2 separate regions of the Mus musculus genome follow, and region 1 is linked to region 2. The links are chromatin contacts, called in public promoter capture Hi-C maps. All regions are on one chromosome and are shown on one strand. Each heading gives the region's core, a stretch centred on a gene start, on an enhancer-like site or on the middle of the called end of the contact. The rest is flanking DNA. Distances are from core to core; before and after follow the strand shown.

The links. Capture Hi-C pulls out chosen DNA fragments and counts their contacts.
Region 1: a promoter capture Hi-C map of liver shows a contact between it and region 2. The contact joins two enhancer-like sites. A contact is called at or near these places in 1 of 39 promoter capture datasets (neural stem cells), 1 of 115 datasets of contacts at active chromatin or transcription factors (embryonic stem cells) and 4 of 9 other capture datasets (adipose tissue, embryonic stem cells, liver and 1 more).

Annotation. Positions count from the first base shown.
Region 1 is chr2:35,168,292-35,174,060 of GRCm38.p6, forward strand. Cntrl (centriolin) reads left to right here. Exons shown (of 44, transcript NM_001379274.1): 35 at 951-1,024; 36 at 2,168-2,356; 37 at 2,730-2,955; 38 at 3,547-3,752; 39 at 4,726-4,866. Among named protein-coding and RNA genes, the nearest start is that of Rab14, 30 kb to the right of the region's middle. Within about 2 kb of position 3,255, at least 42 of the 459 cell types and tissues checked have an H3K27ac peak or open chromatin away from gene starts, as enhancers often do. A contact at or near this core is called in liver, where this site is marked.
Region 2 is chr2:34,880,375-34,885,876 of GRCm38.p6, forward strand. It overlaps Cutal (cutA divalent cation tolerance homolog-like), which reads left to right. Exons shown (of 6, transcript NM_030021.3): 2 at 1,918-2,063; 3 at 5,497-5,502. Among named protein-coding and RNA genes, the nearest start is that of Cutal, 8.7 kb to the left of the region's middle. Within about 2 kb of position 2,982, at least 15 of the 459 cell types and tissues checked have an H3K27ac peak or open chromatin away from gene starts, as enhancers often do. A contact at or near this core is called in liver, where this site is marked.

The DNA of each region.
Region 1 (5,769 bases), core at 2,005-4,504, 290 kb after region 2:
GCACATGTTCACACTCACTCCCACACACAGTACACACACTAATGAGCTGACATCACCCTCAGGTCATAACCGTGACTATGTATGTGGGGGGGGGGGGGGTTGAAGGCAATGGTAAAAATGTCTTTTATTACCAAATAATTTTTTAGGAGAAATGGCTAAGTATTTATAGCTAATGATGTATTTTTTTGAGCCTTTATTATGTTCTAGTCATGATGTATGTACTGTCTCATTTAATTCACATAACACCAATAGATCTGGTGACACACCAGTAACTCCAGCACTCAGTAGGAAAAGGCAGGAGAAACGCAAGTTCAAAGCTAACTGGGCCACATCATGAGACTGTATCAAAAATAAAAACTTCATAGCATTTTTGACATAGAACCAGTATTTCATCTATTTACAGATGGTGCTATTGGGGGTTTTCTTGCTATTTGCTCAAGATCACATAGTTAGTAATAGATAGCAATGCTGTCTATACATTGTCTTCATGAAAGAGTGTACCAAGTCTTACGTTTCCAGCAGCAATGTAGAATATACTTGTTTTGTTTTTTTGTTTGTTTGTTTTTTCAAGACAAGGTTTCTCTGTAGCCCTGGCTGTCCTGGAACTCACTCTGTAGACCAGGCTGGCCTCGAACTCAGAAATCCGCCTGCCTCTGCCTCCCAAGTGCTGGGATTAAAGGCATGCGCCACCACGCCCGGCCAAATATACTTGTTTTTAAACCATGCATCTCACCAACATTATTAGTTAAATGTTTATGAGATTCTTTAATATAGAAACCTTTTTAAATCCCACAAGGTTATATATATAACCTTGATGTCTTTTGGCATCATTGATTTAACAGAAACAAATGTAAATTCAGTTCCAATGTACTTTGAAGGGGGATCCAGTATGTAAACATATATGCTATATGTATACTTGCAAATAGCATTTTATGAAAATGTTTTGGTAGGTAAACAGGAAGCCATAAACTCTCTGCAGGAGGAACTGGATAGCACCCAAGACCATTTGGACCTAGCAAAGCAGGTAAGGCTCAAAATATAATTGGCTTTTTACAGTTCGCACTGCAGCCTCATAGGGCTCCTCACACAGCATCATAAGGTCGTCTACACAGCCCCATAGACCACCCACACTCCCTCACACAGCACCAGAGGGCCTCCTTACCCAGCACAGCCTTCAGATAAGGCTTTGGTCCTTAGGTGGTTCTCTGATCTATTTCAGCTCTTGATTCATTTACTCAAAGCTAAGAAGAAGTAAGGTAGTAGTTAGACCAAAGTCAAACAGCAGTTCAAAGAAGCCTTACCGAGGATGCTGGGATGTAGGGATCCGTGTGCAGAGCAGCTGTCCATTCAGAGCAGGGTCTGGTCAGGTGTTGACTAGAGCAGCTGTGGCCCTGTGCTTCTGATGACCTTGCTCTAGGTGACTCTGAGTCAGCCTGTGAGAATAGGGCTACAGTTTGTGTTTCAGAGGACTTCAAGCAAATGAGATGAAACACCTAATCTTTCTTCTGTACCTCCAGGGTTCTGTGTTTCTAAGACATAAAACTTTTAGAACAAAAACCTGTTTACTTTTAAGATGTCAGTCTTTTTTTAAAGATTTATTTATTTATTTCATGTATGTGGGTATACTGTCCTTGTCTTCAGGCACACCAGAAGAGGGTATAGGATCCCATTACAGATGGTTGTGAGCCACCATGTGGTTGCTGGGAATTGAACTCAGAACCCCTGGAAGAACAGTCAGTGCTCTTAACCACTGAGCCACCTCTCCAGCCCCCAAGATGTTAGATTCTTAAATTTCTCTGTGTTAAAATTTTTTCAGAATTTTTTCTAAGTTTTGAACTTGTCTGAATATTTGATACAGTAACAAAGGCAGATTAATTCTTGAGTCCAGCACCTTCATTTTCTCGACAGCCCTGGGTTACTTGCAGAGCAGCGTTTATTCCTGCCTCGGTGGCAAGGCCGGGAAGCTCTCACTGTGGTCTCACCATCTACTTGTTAGGCGCTAAGACAAGGAAAGCCAGGAATTAACTTCTAGTCCTGGGTACCTTCCTCTAAGTTTGCTGAGAGGATAAAGGAGGTGGCACTTTTCAGACTTGGTGGGCTCTGGACTGACACCGTCACCTTAGGAAGTGGCTCTGTGAGGTGTTTCCGTGTGTTCTTTTGCCTAAAGGACCTGATCCACACCACCAAGTGCCAGAACGAGTTGCTCAATGAGCAGACGCAGCTGCAGGAGGACATCAGCAAATGGATGGCCAGGTTAGAGAGCTGCCAGAAAGAGACGGAGACAAAGGAACAGCAAGTCCAGCAGCTCCAGGATGAGATCAGAGAGAGCAAGCTCCGGCTGGACCAGCAGGAGATGGTACTGTGCTCAGAGGGGTACTCGCTTCCCGGGGCTCTGGGCTTCCCACCTCCCCACCCAGGTCACACTGCCCATGTGCACCTTCTCTGGGACTCTTTGGTTAATATAACTGATAGGTTGTTAAGTCATCCAGCACTCATCCTGTAAAGAGCTTAGTGGCCACATGCTAGTTAATTAGCGACCTGTATCTTCTCACAGTGGCCAGGTGGCTTCATCGTTACAGAGGCACTGGCATTTGTTCTGTCTGTCTGTCTGTCTGTCTGTCTGTCTCCCCTTCTCTGTAAGCGCTTCTCTCTTTGGAACTGGAATCTGAGGATCATCTGGGACATTTGTTCTTTTAATGATCGACTCAGGTTATTGTCTCTCTATTCAGATGTTTCAAAAACTCCAGAAAGAAAGAGAACGTGAGGAGCAGAAGTTCGAGGCTGGTAAAGTGACGCTGGAGCAGCAGCAGAGGCAGCTGGAGAAGGAGCTGACGGACCAGAAAAGCAGGCTGAAGCAGCTGCTCACAGACGTGTCGGCAGCTGAAGGACGCCTGGGAACCCTGCAGGAAGAGGAGCGGCGCATTGAGGGCCTGGAGAGGATGCTGTCCCAGGCCAGTAAGTCCACGGCCACCATCCAGGGAAGGGTGGGAGCGGGGCTGTCCTGGTCGTCTGGTGAAGTATGTGAGGAAGACCCAGACCTGGCCACCCCAGGAGGAGGCAGGAGAGCCAAAGCAGGAAGGAAGGCAACAGCCCTGGGAAGGATGGCCAAGGACGCAGGGAGGTAGGGCGAATGTATCTTTATGGTGAAGTTTGACCCTGAGACTGGCCAATGTGTCTCTTCGTGCCCTTGAACCGTGCACAGGAAAGCAGGACATTACAGTGGGATGTTAGAGTCTCTGAAGGACAAGTTATTTGGGAGTAGTGACCTCAGCTATTGGGAAACACAGTGTCAGCAGCCGAAGGTTGAATGCATGAGCTAAGCTAGAGTTGGATTTACTTTGGAGTCAGTTTGCTCTCCCTTGGCGAAACTTTCTTGAGCCTGTGGAGTAGGCCGCAGACTTGTGCGAGCCAGTACTAGAGGGAAACAGCAGAGTAGGGAACATTCCACTCACTAACAGGCAGCCTGCACTAAGGAGCACAGGGCTCTGCCCACAGCTGGCCCAGGGCCACGGCCAACCCTACTAAGTGTGCACACTCACATTCCAGAACAGCAGCTTTCAGAACGGGAGCAGCAGCTAATGGCCAAGTCAGGTGAGCTGCTGGCCCTGCAGAAAGAGGCTGACGATATGAGGGCCGACTTCAGCCTCCTGAGGAACCAGTTCTTAACAGAAAGGAAGAAGGCAGAGAAGCAGGTGGCCGGGCTAAAGGAAGCACTGAAGATCCAGCGCAGTCAGCTGGAGAAAAACCTCCTGGTGAGTGTTTGCTGCCCTGGGAGTGTAGGGAAATCAATACGTTTACCCGACTTGACACATGCATTTTTCTTATACACAGCTTCATTATGAAGAAAATAAATCATCCATCAACCCAGGCCCTACCCCAGTGGTTATTATTGGTGTATTTTGTCATAATTGATTGTTGAAGCACACAGTGAGTCTTGGCTGCCAGCAGCCATCCTGTGGACAGCACAGCACAGTAGGGAGCTCTGCCCTCTGCTCAGCCCACTGCAGGCTCTAGGCATTGGGTTGGTAGGCACCTTTGCAGAGCCTCAGGCAGCCTGTTTGTGGCAATCTGCCCTTTTTGTTCAGCATTAATTTTTATCAAGCGTTAAAACCAGGAAGCCTGGTCTACCATGCTTTTACCCATGACCTAAGGGGTGGGGTGGTGATGACATCAGTCAGAGCAGTGTGCACAGTGTTTCCAGGAGTGGCTGTTTCCAGCGCTCTCTGGAGGGACTAGTAGAACTGCTGTATGAAGGAAATCTGATGCGTTATCAGAAGGTGGTGTGCTTTAACTAGGACTTGGGCAGGATGATCGGAAAGATAGATTTAAGCTGGCCATGGTGGCCCAGTCCTCTAATCCCAGACTCAAAACCAGAGGCTGGAGGATCTCTGTGAGTTCGAGGCCAGCCTGGTCTTACAGTGAGTTCCAGGCCAACCAGAGCTACACAGTGAGACCCTGTCTCAAATCAATAAATGATAATCCCTACAGCCCCTGAAGGATGTTGCCCTTTCATGGGTCACTGATGGGGCTGAGGGAGGGGAAGGTGACTTGTCAGAGGTACTGCTAAAGATTTGGCTTCAAACACTGGATTCAAATTCTCCCAGTCACACTACACCTGCCTCCAGAATGCTCCATTTCACAGTTGTAGAAACTGAGGTCTTTACATTGCTGGTGAGTGTGGAACCCGTGTGTGTCTGCAAAGTCCTTTGCCTCCCTGCATGCTAGGAGCAGAAGCAGGAGAACAGCTGCATGCAAAAGGAAATGGCTACAATTGAGCTGGTGGCCCAGGACAACCACGAGAGGGCCAGGCGCCTCATGAAGGAGCTGAGCCAGATGCAGCAGGAGTACCTGGAACTCAAGAAACAGGTGTGCACCCCAGAACCCCAGCTGACCAGCCCGGGCCACTGTGCGGGCACAGGCAGGGTTTATTGTTGTCAGTATCTCTTTAACAGGAATGTGGGACTTGTGAAAGCTGACTGTAAAGAGTGTTCTTCAAGTTAATTTTTTTCTTAGCCTTAAAATTTAGACATAAACTTAAGGAAAAAGAATTGGTTGAAAATCTACTCTTAAAATTAAATGAACTAGCTTTTTTTTAAAAAAGATTTATTTATTTTTATTATATGTAAGTACACTGTAGCTGTCTTCAGACACTCCAGAAGAGGGAGTCAGATTTCATTACGGATGGTTGTGAGCTAGCATGTGGTTGCTGGGATTTGAACTTCGGACCTTCGAAAGAGTAGTCGGGTGCTCTTACCCACTGAGCCATCTCACCAGCCCATGAACTAGCGTTTTAAAGTGATCTTATTTATTTACAGATTTATGGTTATGTGTGAATGTGTACGTGTGTGCGCCCACACCGTGGTGAGCATGAGGAGGTCAGAAGACAACTTGTGGGAGGCCGTTCTGCTCGTGAACTGGGCTCTGAGGATTCAGTTCGGTGTGAGGCTTATTAACAAGTGCCTTACCTGCTAAGCCAGCTCAGCTGACTGGCTTTAAGTGGGTGTGCAGGCCCAGGACCTGAGTGTGCTGGTGGATATGTGTGTGGGAGTGGGAGGAGCCTTGGCTCTCATTCTCAGGAATGCCAGCATGTGTTTAGATGGACTGGCCTGCAGTGAGCCCCCATGCCCAGCACGGTTATGTGTGTTCTGGGGCTTGAGCTCAGGTCTTCATGCTTGCAAGTTTACTGGCTGACTTTTTGTGTTGTGTGTGTGCATGCGCACCCATGCCCTTGTCTGTAGCAATATACATCTGTACACATACATGTGGAGG
Region 2 (5,502 bases), core at 1,732-4,231:
GAATGGGGCTCCTGACTGCGCTGACTACAAAGCTGTGCAGGTGAAGCCTTGGTTGCAGTGGTGACCGCAGGACACTGGGGATGCCAGAAATATGGGGCATTCTCTGAGGAAAGCTGTTCACACTGGTGGGACTGACGTAAGACAGATCACACACAGCACATTTGATAGAGGTGGAGCAAGGGCTGAGTCCACTGAGGCACCAAAGTCATCCCTGCTGGACCTGTGTCTGTCCTGCTGGGTTTTGGTGGCACTTTGGCTCAGTTCTCCATGGTAGACATCATTCCTTGGGGAATGAGAATGTTCATATTAGGGAATTGTATAAAGTTTTTTTAAGGTACAGGGGCTCACAGCCAGGACATTGCCTTGAGTCTCCTGACATTGAATTTCTGAGTAGTGTTGGAACCATAAGACTACGAGAACTTCTCAAGATAGATTGAATAGATTTGCAATATGGCTAGCCATGAATCTATGGGGCCAGGCACAGAATGTTCTGAGTTGAATATGAAATGTCTTGGGTAGACTCATGTGTTTGAACACTTGTTTCCCAGCAGATGGTGTGGCTTTGGACATTGTGAGGTTTTTAGGTAGTGGCTGTTAAGTAGAGGAAGTTGGATGCTGGGAACATATGGTTTAGGGCCTGGCTGGCCTCTGGCTGGTTCTCTGCTTCTTGACAAGATAAAATGTGAGTAACTGCCTCACACCACAGCACGGCTGTCTGCTCTGCCTTCGCCAGCTTCTCAAACTGTAAGCCAAGTGTAAGTCTCATCGTGACAATGAGAAAAGCAACTGATAGAGAAAGTATCTTCTCAGTCAAACCTGTTTGCACCCCATCCCCACATCTTCCTCTTGCTCCTTCTAATCATCCGTCTTGGTAGCATGTATTGCATAATTTTAAAACTGGAATGTGTGCATCTAAGCTACGCACAACACCTGATACAGGTAAATGAACACAAGTGAAATTAATTCACTAAAACATCGGGAGAGATAAGTGCTTACCATTCAAAATAATCTTCCCAGGATGCTCACTGTTCAGTGAATGACAGCTACAGTTCCCTGCAGTGACTGTTTTTTGTGCAATCAAACTGGATTTGAAACCACCCAGACTGGAGCTCAATTTCTGCCTTCAACAAAAGCTAGAGTTTTGAGCAGGGTTTTTTGTTTTTTTGTTTTTGTTTTTGTTTTTTGTTTGTTTGTTTTTTTTTTTTTTTTTGCTTCATTGATTTGTGATCCTCCATTTCCCCCCCTTTGTTGCAGAGGAAAACATCTAGGCATGAACAGTGTGTTTGTGTGCGTGTATGCACACACATTGCATGTATGTGTGTCAGAAGTCAACCTTAGCATATCACTCCTCAGGAGCCTTTTATATTGTTCTTTCCTTATTTAATATGTATGGGTGTTTGGCTTACACCACATGTGAGCGTGGTGCCTTTGAAAGTTAGAAGAGGGTGTCAGCTTCCCTGGAACTTGAGATATAGATGGTTGTGAGCCACTGTGTGGGTGCTGAGAATTGAACCTATGTCCTCTGACAGAGCCTGCATTGTTCCTAACTTTGTTTTTTGAGATGGAGTCTCCCATTGGCCTAGAGCATGATATATGGGGGGGCCACAAGTATGCCGGCTGTCCAGTGAGCCTCGGGGACCTGCCTGACTCTGCACCTTCCGTGCTCAGATTGCAAGCATGGGTCACCAACCCTAATTTTTCCCGTGGCTTGTGGGATCTACTTAGGTCTTCAAGCCACTTGGAAAACACTTTGTCAGACTGAACTAGCTCCCCATTCCCAGGGACTGAATGCATGGAGCACTAAAGCCGATCTCAGATCTCAGGAATCATTTTGTGAATGGGGGGGGGGGTGACAAAACAGTTTGTCTGGTGGAGCCAGGAGTCATTGACGCTGTGTTTTTCTTTTCTACCATGTAGATCCTGACAGCTGTTCTGATGTATCCCGTGCTCAGGACCTTTAGCCTCTGGCTCCACTCTTCCCTCACTGGGATCTATGTCTCTGGCTCTTATTCCATCGTTTTTGTCAACTGTCCCAATGAGCAAATTGCCAGAGACATCGCCAGGTATAGTGCACATAGGGGCTAGGTGTCACCCCCTAAATGTGTGGGAAGCTACCAGGGTGCTCTCTAAGGGCCACACTGCAACCCTTCTCTTGCTTTTCACAGCCCGTTCCATACAAAGAACTCCATAGTTTCTGCTTACGGTGGCATGAGGAACCCACTACACCATCCTGTTCGGACTGACCCCAGGGCTGACCCTCCCATGCCATGATAGAGAATGTTTAGTAGTTGATGGTTAGAGAAGGAACATGAGACCCACAAAGAGAGGTGGCTTGCTCAAGGTAGTAAGAGACCGTGAAGCCTCCTGGGGAGATCCAAATCTCCCAATTGCTGGTCCAACCTCTTTCTCATCCCTGTAGCTCAATTAAGGAAGAGGCTGTCCATATATTGGGTATTTTTCTAGAAATGACTGTGGTGATCTGGGAAGAGCACCACTGGGTTTATAATTACACCATAGTTTTAATGTTGGCTGTGCCAATTCTATTTATGTGACTTTGGGGTGGAGGACAGGAGTTGCAGGACGATGGACCTTAGAACCTTGAACATGTTAGGTAAGTACTGAAATGCTGAGTTACAAGATGGCATTATGCTACCTACCTACCTCACAGTGTTGTAGTTGCAATTACATGATGTGAAACAGGTACAACACCCCCCTCCCCCAGGAGATGGAATAAAGCGGGTGCTCAATAAATGTGTCCCAAACCCCATCTTATCTGTCTATAAATATGTCTCTGAAGAGAACAAGTGGGACTTCCCCCTTCTCTTCTTGTTTTATTATGGAAGAATATTGGAGATTAGGGTTACAGTCACAAATGCTTAGCAGACAGATTGACAAATTGGCCTAGGGTATATGATGAAAGAGGATGGCAGACGGCAACCTTTGTCCTTCCTGGATGCTGGGAGAAGGAGGAAAGGGAGGGTGTTGACTCAGGAATCATGTGTCACGTCTACTCTGTGACATTCAGTTACAGCGACAGAAGGGCAGGTATCAACCCACCACCCTCAGACCTGCATATCCTGTAAACACACACAGAGCCTCTCAGGACACAGAGGAGCAGCTGTGAGGAGGCTGCTCTGAGGGCGGCTCGGTGTGCTGTGGGAATGACTGACCCTGGGCCTGCAGAAGATAGGCCTGGGCTCTGCTGGGCTTTCCTGCCCGAAACGCCCCTGCTTGGAGATAGGCAGGAGGTAGTACTCAGCTCAGTTGGATAGATGTTCAAGGTGCTAAGATCCATTTGGAATTGAGGATCCAGATAATCTGTGTTCTTGTGAATATAAAAATACCCTGGTATTAAATATTGGTAACAAAGTCAAGATTTTGTAAATGCCCAGAGGGTCAGACCATGGACCTTATCTGTGACCTCTGTGTGCCTGGCTCTCTTCCTCCTGAAGTTTCTGAGGGCCTGAGCTTTAGTGGGCATGGCTCTGTGGTCTGCAGTGTATGTGCACATGCTCTGTCTGAGATGGAGTTCAGCTAGCCTACTGCTCTTCCTTCTCTTCCTCTCTGTCCTTCTCCCCCTCCTTCTCCCTGTCCTTCTTCCCTTCCTTCTCCCCCTTCTTCTCCCCTCCTCCTTTTCCTTCTCCCCCTCCTCCTTTTTCTCCTCCTCTTTCTCCTTCCCCTCCTCCTCTCTTTCCTCTTCTCTCTCCTCCTCCTCTTCTTTTTTCCTCTCTCTCTCTCTCTCGCTCCCCCCTGCAGCTGTGGTTTTTCCTTCCTTCCTTCCTTCCTTCCTTCCTTCCTTCCTTCCTTCCTTCCTTCCTTCCTTCCTTCCTCCCTCTCTCTCCCTCTTCCTCTCTCTCTCTTCCCCCTCTCCCTGCAGCTGCAGTTTTTTCTTTCTTCCTTCTTTCCGTTCTCTCTCTCTCTCTCTCTTTCTTTTTCTTTGCATAAAAAAGCTCTATGGTTTTGAGTGCAGATGGCTGTAATCAGAGGCAGGGAAGCTCACATTCCTAAGAGACTGTGAAGGACATGCAACAGATGGGTAGCTCTCTCTCTCTCTCTCTCTCTCTCTCTCTCTCTCTCTCTCTCATGTTTGTATGCCACCAAAAAATGAAAAATTCCAGTGGGCAATTGAGCGGGTAAGCCTTGATGAGGTTGTGTGAACAGATCTGTTTTATGTGTGGTACACTGGTGATTTTCCAAAGCAGCCACAAATGGTAGATGGTGATGAGGTGATCCTAGCATGACATTTTAAGTTCAATACTCTTAGCCTGAGTTCAAGGACAGAGAAAGGAAAACAGCTCTGTAGGCATAATTTTTTCTCATCTACTTTAATAAGCGGTCAACCTTCCTCCTAGCCCATCACCCACCTGAGGTAGTGGAAAAAAAAGGTTATCAGGACACGGGGGAAATAGACCTGCTTAGAAATAGTTCTTTGGGGGTGAGTCCAATCTTCGCTGTCAGGGTATCAGGAGTTCAGTCCATTGCTAACACCAAACATGAACCAGCCAGCAGCTGCAGTCCAGTCCCGTCAGCAGACACCACATACGAACCAACAAGGGCTCACCAACCAGCCTGAGGCTGCAGAAGCATCAAGAAGCCACAGAAACCTCAGGAGAAGTTCTTTGGCAAGCTTCTCTCTATGGCATCACTGCAACTGGAGCTCAGCAACACAATGAAAGGAGAACCAATGCATGCATAGAATAGCGAGGTATAGGGAGGCGGAGCAAAGCAAACCAGTGCTGGGGCTAGCAGTGTCCAAGGGGTCACATTTACATCCCTCATGAACATCATGCATTCTTTCATGTGTCTGCTATAGCAAAACATCCTTTCACCTGTGTGCCCCAGCAGAACATCTTTTAACATAACTGACTTTCCAAAGAAACCAGGAATTTCCACTTCACAACCATCTCCTTGGAACAGCAGAGAGAAGGAAGGACCCGTGAGTAAGGCTCAGATATAGTTTTTGTTCTGGGTCCAAGCTCTTGAAGTTGTGGTAAGAAACCTTTAAAACAGAAAAAAAAAAAAAAAACTTGAAAAAGACCTTCTACTTGTCAAAACAGCCACTGAACCACTGAATAATGTGTTTCTGCTTGGAGTTGTATGTGTTCTTTATGGTCAGTCACATGGGGATCTACAGGTCAGCTGGGTGTGTGGCAGGGTTAGGTGTAGCATTATGAAAGGAGCTTTCAGTAGTGAACAAGGTTAGATACCACTGACTAAGCCAGTCTCTTGCCTAGTAAGGTAGAGAGGAGAGCTGCCTTCTCTGAGCAGGTACACAGGTATGCGTCTCAGGCAGGAAAACCCGTGTCCTCACCTACAGCCTCATTAGCATTAAACTTCGAGGATTAGGTTGTCCACATGAGAATTCTTGGGACACATTTTAGTGGAGGAGGGGCACTCTGCATGCTTGCGTCCTTAGACTCAGATATCCCGGGCAATTCCCATCCAATCTCTTAAAGCTTTGGACTTGCTCCAGTGGTCTTCTTCTCTCTGCTCTAGGGCCAT